2 separate regions of the Pan troglodytes genome follow, and region 2 is linked to region 1. A link is a contact called in public HiChIP or PLAC-seq data. All regions are on one chromosome and are shown on one strand. The core of a region is the stretch at or near the end of the contact, and the rest is flanking DNA. Distances in the headings are between cores, read along the strand shown. Region 1 has its middle 50 kb from the start of IL12A. Region 2 overlaps C3H3orf80 (chromosome 3 C3orf80 homolog).

Region 1 (4,778 bases), core at 1,624-4,123:
TAGTGAAAGAAAGGAGGCCATGCACGTCAAGATCCAGGCAGGTGGTCAGGCTCAGTAAGGGAGAGGTCATGTCACTCTGGTACTTGAGACCGAGACCGGACTGGTAACATAAGCCTTCTGGGCCTTCCGGGGCCCTGAAGCATGGATCACGGGGACCACTGGTTGGCGCCAGAGATGCTCAACCAGCAAAGAGGGGAAGGGAGAAAGCAGAGCCCAGGGAGGGCTGGAGGGGATCGTTCCTGGTGTTGATCCAGAAAACCACAGGGTTCCTTGTCTTGGTTTTCAACAACTTCTCTTTCTGTGTGTGTGTGGATGGATGTAGCACATTGTTATAACCAAGCTCAAAACAATGCAAAACTTTGATTATATATGTTGTTACCATGGTTAACAAATGTATTCTTCCATCTGAGAATCCTCAGTAGTACAGAGAGAGGTTTTGCATTTAGAATTCTATTTAGACTTTTTATTCCTTGAAACATCAAAAGTACATAAACACCCCAAAAGGTTATATCAGAAGTCAAAGCATTATGATCTCTCTGGATGCTTTTCAGACATGGTGGGTGAGCGTTCTGAATCCCACCCCCGCCCCCAACGCCCCCCAGCTGCCACCCGGCCAGCTTTGCCTGGAGAGCTACTGAGATTTTCCACTATCTAGTCTTGGGATGCTGAAGCCTCAAGAGGTTAGGAATGAATGCAATTCTCACCCACTTGACAATGTTGGTATGCAAGCTTTGGTTGCTTTGGTTGGTATGAGACCACCTCATCCTATTGGAGAAGTTATTTTCTTGTCTTTCACCATGGAATCATTTACTTTTGTGGTGGGGGAGGAATGCTACTCAGAGATTTCAAAGAATGAAGGAAAAACTTCCTTATATTCTTCTTCTTCTCCTTATTCTTCTTTTTTCTTTTAGTAGAGACACGGTTTTGTCCTCCAGGTTGCAGCACAGTGGCAAATTATGCTCACTGTACCCTGGAACTCCTGGGCTCAAGGAGTCCTCAAGCCTCCCAAGCAGCTAGGAGCACAAGTGCATGTCACTTCTTAAAGGAGACTTGCCACAGAGAATAATGGGCCACACTGGCTTTTGTTACTTGGTAAAATGATTTTGTTGGTCCATATAGATACTGCTACTCTACGGAGCAACAAAACCATTTCACCAATTAAATTAACCACCTAGCATCATGCATGTGGTGATTAACAACTTGGATATATTTTGCTTAAGCTATTTGAAGAATCCCTAAGTTATGGATAAAGGGAAGAAAAATAAACCTGCCTTTTGACACTGCTCATGTATCTTCTTTGTATCATTATTTACTTACAAGCCTTTTTTTTTTTTTTTTGAGACAGTGTTGCTCTGTCTGAAGTACAGTGGTGTGATCTCGGCTCACTGCAACCTCCGCCTGCCGGGTTCAAGAGATTCTCCTGCCTCAACCTTCCTAGTAGCTAGGATTACAGGCGCCTGCCACCACGCCTGGCTAATTTTTGTATTTTTAGTAGAGATGGGGTTTCGCCATGTTGGCCAGGCTGGTCTCGAGCTCCTGACCTCAGGTGATCTGCCTGCCTTGGCCTCCCAAAATGTTGGGATTACAGGTGTGAACCACCGCGCCCAGCCACAAGTCGTATTTTAAAGCGTCCTATTCCTTAGTTATAATTCCCTTGACTTTTAGCAACAGTTGGTTTTGACCCCAGCTCCCTGGTGCCTGGACCTCCAGATCCACCCTGGAGCCCACAGGTGGATTTACATCTAATATGTTACAATCCTGATGTAAATCCCCAGGAGGAAGCCTGGCGTTAGCCACCCTTACTCTGCACAGTGCTATCCTTGCTATTGCTTTCATCTCTGGCAGGAGTTTCCTTTTCACAAAGGAGAAGGCTCTATGCATTTATAGCAGTGTTTTATTTTCCAGCAAGCTTAGAAATCTACAAGATGGTTCCGCTGCTTATAAATACTGCCGCAGAGAGGGGCTTGGACTAGTTCTAGAGTGCTAAATTTTTCCTTAGCCATGGAAGTCACTTGTGAAAGGAAATCTTACCTGGAACCTGCATTGGACAAGCATTCAAAAGTAGGGATGATCTGGTGGGGCCATTGATGGGAGAGGATTTTGAGGAGTTACTGAGGACCCCTGTGGGACCCCTGACCTGCTTCTGGCAGGGCAGCTTGGAAACCAGCAGATGAGGTGACTGCTTGCGTCTCTTGAAGCTGTGGTCCAGGAGTGTGTTTCTAAGACATTTGCAACCTAATGGGAAGTAAACCACTTTCCCATCAGCTGTGGTATGTTTTGTAGTAACCACATAATCCCAAACCAAAGATATTTAAATTATTTTAAATCAAGAGGCTTGTGAATTTTGGATTTCCCTCATTACAAGCCATGTATAATTATTTTAAGCCAAACAAACGTGATGTTTAACTTTTTAACTTTTTTTTTTTTTTTTTTTTTTTGTATTTTGGAATCATTTTCTTTTCAAAGACTAAGGACTTTCTTGTTTATTCCTAGATTAGAAACAGAGCCAGGGAAGAGGGGGTACTGAAAGGGCATAGCCTGTCCTGTTGGCGGGGCCGTGGGACCCGGCCGCCCTTTCTCCTCCGTGGCTCCCCAGCCAGGAGGCTGCGCTTACCTGCTCCGCACGACCTCTGCGGCTTGGGGGCTCTCAGCTCTGTCGCTGCGGGGCTCCAGGCTGGTGCTTGTGCTGAGAATGACTGCGGGAGGGGCTCGCGTGCCCAGCACTGCACCGCGAGGCGACCAACCGCTGACATGTGGGGCGATTGGGTGGACAGGAAGACTCGGCGAGCTTTTGTAGCCGCGGGTAGGGACAGCCTGGGCTCCCTGAACCAAGCGCGCGTGGGCGGCGACCCCGTCCCTGTGCACCGACCCGCCAGCGCGCAGCCTGGTGAGAGCACTTGTGCGCCTTGGGATCGCCTGGGCTGCTTCTTGGCGCTCTGCCTAGGGGGAACCTGCTTGGTGACAACAGGGCTGGAGCTTCTCTGAAGCCGAAGGGTGCTATGCTTTGAATGGGTGTCCCTCAAAACTCATGCGAAAATTCAACCCGTATTTGAGGTGTAGCCTTCAGGAGGTTAGTAGGTTTGAGGACTCAGCACTTGTGAATGTCTCAGTGTTCTTGTAAAAGAGCTTGAGGGAGGGAGTTTGGTCTCTTTTGTGCTTCTGCTCTTTGCCACCTGAGGAGGCTTCACCTTGAGCTTGGACTTCCCAGACTTCAGAAGCTGTGAGAAATAAATTCCTGGTTTTGTTGTTCTTGTTGTTTTGTTTTTTACAAATTACCCAGTCTTGGGTATTTTGTTATTACAGATAAAAAGACTGAGACAAAGGGCCAGCACCATTCTGGACAGGACAGAGAGCTCCTGTCACCCCAATTGGAGGTGGACACTCCTGCGGCTGGACTTTTCTCACTTGGGGACCACAAGGCCCACAGGCGTTCCCTGATTCACTTCTTGGGATCTGTAAATCCCCTGAAATACTATGCCAGGTTTTACATCTAAATGCAAGTGCCTGGAATGAGAGACAAAAGCTTTTATCCAATTCAACATCTGTGACACCCTCCACTGCCCACTCCCCACCTCCACCCCCACCCCCCCAACCCCCGCCAAGCTTGTAAAAATGATGGATTAAACCAATAGTACCCAAACTTGGCTGCACATTGATCACCCAGGGAGTTTTTAAAAGCTGGAAGCCCGAGTGGAAGCCCAGATCACTTAACTCAGTGGGATGGGACCCCAACCATTAGTGTTTTGAAAGATTCACAGGTGATTCCATTGCATAGGAAAGTGTGGGCACCACTGCCCTCACTGAACACTACATGCTTTTACATTTTTTCAGCTAGATTGTTTGCTTCTCTGCCTTTTTCATGAGGTGGTGGGTGTCACAGTATCTAGCCCAGCTCTGAGACACACTGCATATTTGCTCCATGAAGGAGGCAAAGGCAGATCACAGGATAGGTCATCTAACTTGCAGGCCCCTCGTTGCTGTGTCCAAAATTCTCCCTGGGCTGAAATACCACTGACTTCATGGAAATGGCTTCGTGTAATGTTAGAAGCTAAGGAGGATAATGAGTCATTACTCCCTGATGGGACATCTGTCTTTTAGCCTCTCCAGAATGCACCTGCCTGTGTCACTGTGGCTCAGAGGTCTGGGATGGCATTTGGGTAAGCACCATTAGAGTCATAACCCCTGTGGTTCCAACACCCGTGAGTCCAGCACTGGGATGGATACCTTATATTCTGAAATAGATCTGGCCTGGCACTACCCTGGGCCATGTCCTCCTGTTGAACATGAACATAAACGATTTCCCACAACACCATTAGACAAGACTCCTCTGTGACCAGGATGGATCTAGACCAGAATAAGACTACTTCAACATCATATCTGAAAACAGACAAAGCATAAACATTGTTCAAGCCACAAAAGAAAACACACAAATATAGCAGTTGTCTTGGCTAATAGAACTGGCTGCTGCTTCATTGCCAGTTATAGCTTTTATTTTCTGACAGAGTCTCGTTCGGTCACCCAGGCTGGAGTGCAGTGGCACAATGACTTACTGCAACCTCAGCTTCCTGGGCTCAAGCAATCCTCCTACCCCAGCCTTCTGAGTAGCTGGGATCACAGCACATGCTACAACACCTAGCTAATTTTTAAAAAATTTTTTGTGGAGACAGAGTCTCGCCACATTGCCCAGGCTGGTCTCAAACTCCTGGGCTCAAGCAATTCTCCTGCCTCAGCCTGCCAAAGCACTGAGATTACAGGTATGGGCCACTACACTCAGCCCA
Region 2 (4,838 bases), core at 640-3,139, 180 kb after region 1:
CATAACAAATGTGGCTTTTTAAGAACCTGGGAAAAAAGGGACCTGTGCTCAAGTAAGCGTTACATACCATATCATATCTTGTCTCCGTAACACTTAGAAGCTTCTCTGTGAGTAGAAAGGATCATTTTAGAGTGTGAGGCAAAGTAAGGTGTTCACAGCAACAGATATGTTTAAAATGTTTCATTTAGGCTGAGCAATGACCTGTCTCAATCAAACCACCATTGCCAACCTTCTTGTTCCATCATCACTTTGTTACGGAGACATACGATGACTTACTCAGGGAGAAATCTTTGCTTTTATCTGATCCTCGGTTGAATCTTGTCTGCATATTGTTCCTTTGCTTTTACCGTTTTTCTCTCTGTGACTATGGAATTTTCCCTTTGGTTTCTCTTCAAGGGGTCCTCGTGTTTAAGGGGTGAGGGAATGATTGTCTACTGCAGTCTGCCTTAACAAAAGTGGCAAGCTCTTGGCTTCCCCGTGGTATGGCTCTATCCACCACGGGGGTAGAGCTTAACTACACCATGTAGATGTGCCTGCCAGTCAGGGACCGCGGTAACTGTCGCCCCTTACGTGTGCTGTGTGCCCTACCGGGCTTCCCCAGAGAATGGTGACAACCAAGGCAAGGTAAACCCTGTTCCATGTTAACTGGGAGCGTAGACTTCCTTTAAAGTCAAACTTTGCGAACAAGAATAATCTTGAAAAAGACCGTTTAGGCGCAAATCAATGCTCAAGAACGTTGCCAATCACTTGTAACCTCCTTAGACATTTCACCGATGTGTTATTTATGCTCAAGGAGGGGTCTCCTTTCAGCCCGGCAACCCAAATCTTTGCTCTGTGCTTCGGACTCAGTGGGGGCTTGTCGGATGAGCCACTGGGAAAATATGCGTCCCCTCACTTCTCCTTAATCAACTAAGGTCACCTTGACAGAGCGCTTCCCTGTCCCTCTGGGGCTACCTCTGTGGTACCCTGACCTGTCCCTCTACGAGAAATTCTCTACCTGTTCTGGAGGTTTCCTGGGAATCCCGGGTTCCTAGCTCCCTGGACCTGCCTGCAAGCAGAAATATCCGCCGGTCTCCACCCCCCACCCCCAAACTCTGGGACAGCAGTGGGTACTGCACTAGCCATTAATGGCCATCATCTATTTTTAATCGGAAGATCACAAGAAAGATGGTAAGCGAATCCCAGTCGCAAGTCAATTTAAATAACATTCCTGGGGAAATCCAATCATTTAAAACGGAGACACCTACGCGAGCGAGAGCCCCCGCCCGTCTGGCGGGCCTAAGCGCGAAGGCTGAATTAATCAAGATCAAGGGGCTCCCGGGCTGAGAGCAGAGCGTTAACCCTTCCAGTCCCAGAGAGCGACAAGGCGAGGGAGGAAAAACGCGGCCGGCCGGGGCCAAGATGCCCATGGCAGCCCCGCGCGGGCTGCCTCTGCCATTTAGGGAGGCTCCGGAAGCCTTGCACCCGGCCCGGGCGGTTGGGCGCGAGAGGTTAAGGTCAGAAGCTCGGGAAGCTGCTTGGGCCGCGAGTAGCAGCCGCCTCCCGCAGCCTCCGCGCGCCGCGGGCTCCTCCTCCCGCCCAAGCGTGGCCAAGTGAGGACTGCTCCGGCCGCAGGTAGCTGAGGCGCGGGAGGCGGCGCGCGCGGGACCCGAGCGGAGCGCCGGGGAGGGGCCGACGGACGCGAGGGCGGACGGACTCCCCAGCCTCCCGTCCCGGACGTTAGCCGAGGTCTGCGCGGGCCATGTGGGGACCCGGGGTCACTGCCGAGGGCCTGTCGGTGGCTCCGGCGCCGCCGCCTCTGCTGCCGCTGCTGCTACTGCTGGCGCTGGCGCTGGTGGCGCCCTCGCGGGGCGGCGGGGGCTGCGCTGAGCTGGCGTGCGGCGAGCGGGAGCGCTGCTGCGACGCGACCAACGCCACGGCGGTGCGCTGCTGCAAGCTGCCGCTGCACGCCTTCCTGGACAACGTGGGCTGGTTCGTCCGAAAGCTCTCCGGGCTACTCATCCTGCTGGTGCTCTTCGCCATCGGCTATTTCCTGCAGCGCATCATCTGCCCCAGTCCACGCAGGTACCCGCGCGGCCAGGCGCGCCCGGGACAGCGGCCCGGGCCTCCGGGGGGCGCCGGACCGCTGGGGGGCGCGGGGCCGCCCGACGACGACGACGACTCGCCCGCTCTGCTGCGCGACGAGGCGGCAGCCGGCTCTCAGGACTCACTGCTGGACAGTGGCGGCGGCGGCCGGGGCCGGGGAGGCGGCGGGCGCTCGGACCCCTCCTGCGCCTCAGAGCACGAGATGCGTGTAGTGTCGCCGGTCTTCCTGCAGCTGCCCAGCTACGAGGAGGTCAAGTATCTGCCCACCTACGAGGAGTCCATGCGGCTGCAGCAGCTCAGCCCCGGGGAGGTCGTGCTGCCAGTGTCGGTGCTTGGCCGCCCTCGAGGCGGGGTCGCCGCGGAGCCCGACGGCGGCGAGGGCCGCTACCCCCTTATCTGAGCGCTGGGGGATCGGCTGCTGGTGCAGGGCTGGGGGCTGCGGGTGGCAAGCAACGGCCGGGGTGCCGCCGCCAACTGCCTCAGACCTTATCTGGCACCCTGGCCTAACTGCCCGGCACCCCGCGACTGGGTTGGGGTCACTCGTCTCCCTCGCGTTCTCCCGGGATCTTATGTTTCTCTGCGTTTCATTCCGTTCAAAGAAACGTGGGGCACGCGCGGCGGGTGCGGCGGCAGCAGGCGACCCTCCAGCGCACCTTCGAAGGACGTCCCTGCCCTCTGCCTTGCCTCGTATTGTGGTTCACTAGTAAGTGCCTGCTTCCCTAGTCAAAGAGAACACGTGAGCCCTTTGGTGCGTCGAGAGAAGGGCGGTCTTCTTTAGGGCTGAAGGGAAAGGACCGCAGTTCCACTCCTTTCCCTACCTGCCGCCTGGACAGGTCTCCCAGGGTGGGCAGAGGGCGAGGAGCCGTTGAGGACCAGCCGCGACCGGGGACTGCTGCACGTGGGTGTGGGAGAGCGCCACTTGGTTATGATGAAATCGCTGCCATGCGGCAGACCCCCCAAAATCCCTCAGTGTCTTCCTGATCGAGCAAATAGTCACAGCTGGTGTTTCACAATTAGGTGGAGTGCGGGGAGTGGGCTAGGGGGGACACCTGTGATACAAGGTTAGCTGCTGTACCTACTCAGGGAACAGCAACCATGTATATCCATTCGGCTGGACTTTTGATTGTTCAATAACTGAGAAGGTATTTATATTTATTTGTCTTTTATTCTAATATTTTTACCATGCATTGAACGCAACAGGAGGGTATTTCAGCAAATTCACGACAAGGTAATCGTCTTATCACTTTTTGTAGGCCATTAATGGTCAGGAAATTGCCCATACTCTGTCATTATTGTTTAATAATTCATTAAATTATTTCATTAAAAAAGAAAAACAGGTATGGTCAAACGAGGAAGTATATGTGACATAAAAAACATGAAGGATATCTTATTTTCACTATTTGAGAAGAATATATTTTATTTTTAGTACTGTGGCATAATATATAACTTTTTATAATAATAACTGTATGCATTATGTAGTATAGCTTTTAATTGTATCATTCATCACATAGTTATATGTAAAAATAATTGACATGTATATGCCATACCATGAAGCATATGATGTTGTGCACTTTCTCCTCCGTTTTTCATTTGGAATACATTCCACAACATGATCCAAAACATAAGAACTTACGACTTGTAACTTTCGTTTAAAGCCATTAATTGTGCAGTAATGTGCTACAGAAGGATTCAATCAGCTTCTCTTAAGAAACAAGTGTCATTGTATCAGTTTCCTGTTCTGTGACATGCCCTTTAAAAGTAAAAGATAATATAACATATTTTAATACATTGTGTGTAATGTACATATGCATATTGTCCATGTACTATATACACATTGTTTATAATATTGTTATTACAGTTTGTCATTCACCTGAAAGGAGAAGGAAAAATACGAAAGGTTTCTCTGCTTGGGAAAAGGTGAATGTTGTTATATCAAGAACGATTACACACGTGGATCTCATACATGTTTTTAGAACATTGTTCTTCTGATTGAAGGAGTCTGATGCTCCTGAAAAATCTTAAAATATCTGACTTGTATTGAAGAAAATTATTTAATTAAATTTTTAAAGGCTGGTTGAAAAAGTCTGACAGTTCTGAGAATTTTTTAAATGTCTGAATTGTAATAAAAGAAAATGGTTTACTTTAAACTTCTAAAAACTAATGACCTTGTGACTAAAGAAAAATCATTTGAAGTGTATTAAAAAATAGCAAAACATTAAAATCTTTTCTCTGTGCAAATTTTATCAGATGTGTGGCTATATGGTAGTGTATCAAAATATGAAATATGTCTATTTGTCATTTAAAGCAATTTGAGCTGTGAATTGACAAAAGTATCAGGAGTTGAGGCTATATCAGTTGAGAATGGTACAAAATTTAATTACATTATATAGATAATCACATATTAATGTTACTCAAATACCATGTATTTTTGTTATATGTGGCTATCAATACTACTCACCATTCAAACAAACTGGAAAGTTGCCATATTTTAAAAAATAATTTATTCTTTGAGGTTACACTGTTTTACACAGTTCACAAATGTTACCTGTATCTGAAACATCAACCTAAATATCCAAATACCTGTGCCAGTATATGAAGCATAGTCTATATGTTGTTACCATAACATCTTAAAGAAATTCAACAAAATCCTATGAAAAATACTTACAATGCGGATCAAGTATATTTCTCTTTTATCAACTATGGAACATTTCTCTCCCTAAAATCTAGAATGTCTATGAAGTGGTAATTACACT

Evidence for each region. HiChIP or PLAC-seq counts read pairs in DNA pulled down with a chosen protein or histone mark.
Region 2: an H3K4me3 HiChIP or PLAC-seq map of stem cell-derived excitatory neurons shows a contact between it and region 1, with 5 times the contacts expected there. The contact joins two enhancer-like sites. A contact is called at or near these places in 3 of 7 Hi-C or Micro-C datasets (induced pluripotent stem cells and stem cell-derived neural progenitor cells) and 1 of 1 datasets of contacts at active chromatin or transcription factors (stem cell-derived excitatory neurons).

The regions. Positions count from the first base shown.
Region 1 is chr2:163,213,503-163,218,280 of NHGRI_mPanTro3-v2.0_pri, forward strand. No RefSeq gene overlaps it. Among named protein-coding and RNA genes, the nearest start is that of IL12A, 50 kb to the left of the region's middle. Within about 2 kb of position 2,874, at least 6 of the 24 cell types and tissues checked have an H3K27ac peak or open chromatin away from gene starts, as enhancers often do. A contact at or near this core is called in stem cell-derived excitatory neurons, where this site is marked.
Region 2 is chr2:163,398,027-163,402,864 of NHGRI_mPanTro3-v2.0_pri, forward strand. C3H3orf80 (chromosome 3 C3orf80 homolog) reads left to right here. Exons shown (of 1, transcript XM_003310072.5): 1 at 1-4,328. The coding sequence starts at 1,742. The coding sequence ends at 2,485. Among named protein-coding and RNA genes, the nearest start is that of C3H3orf80, 7.7 kb to the left of the region's middle. Within about 2 kb of position 1,890, at least 13 of the 24 cell types and tissues checked have an H3K27ac peak or open chromatin away from gene starts, as enhancers often do. A contact at or near this core is called in stem cell-derived excitatory neurons, where this site is marked.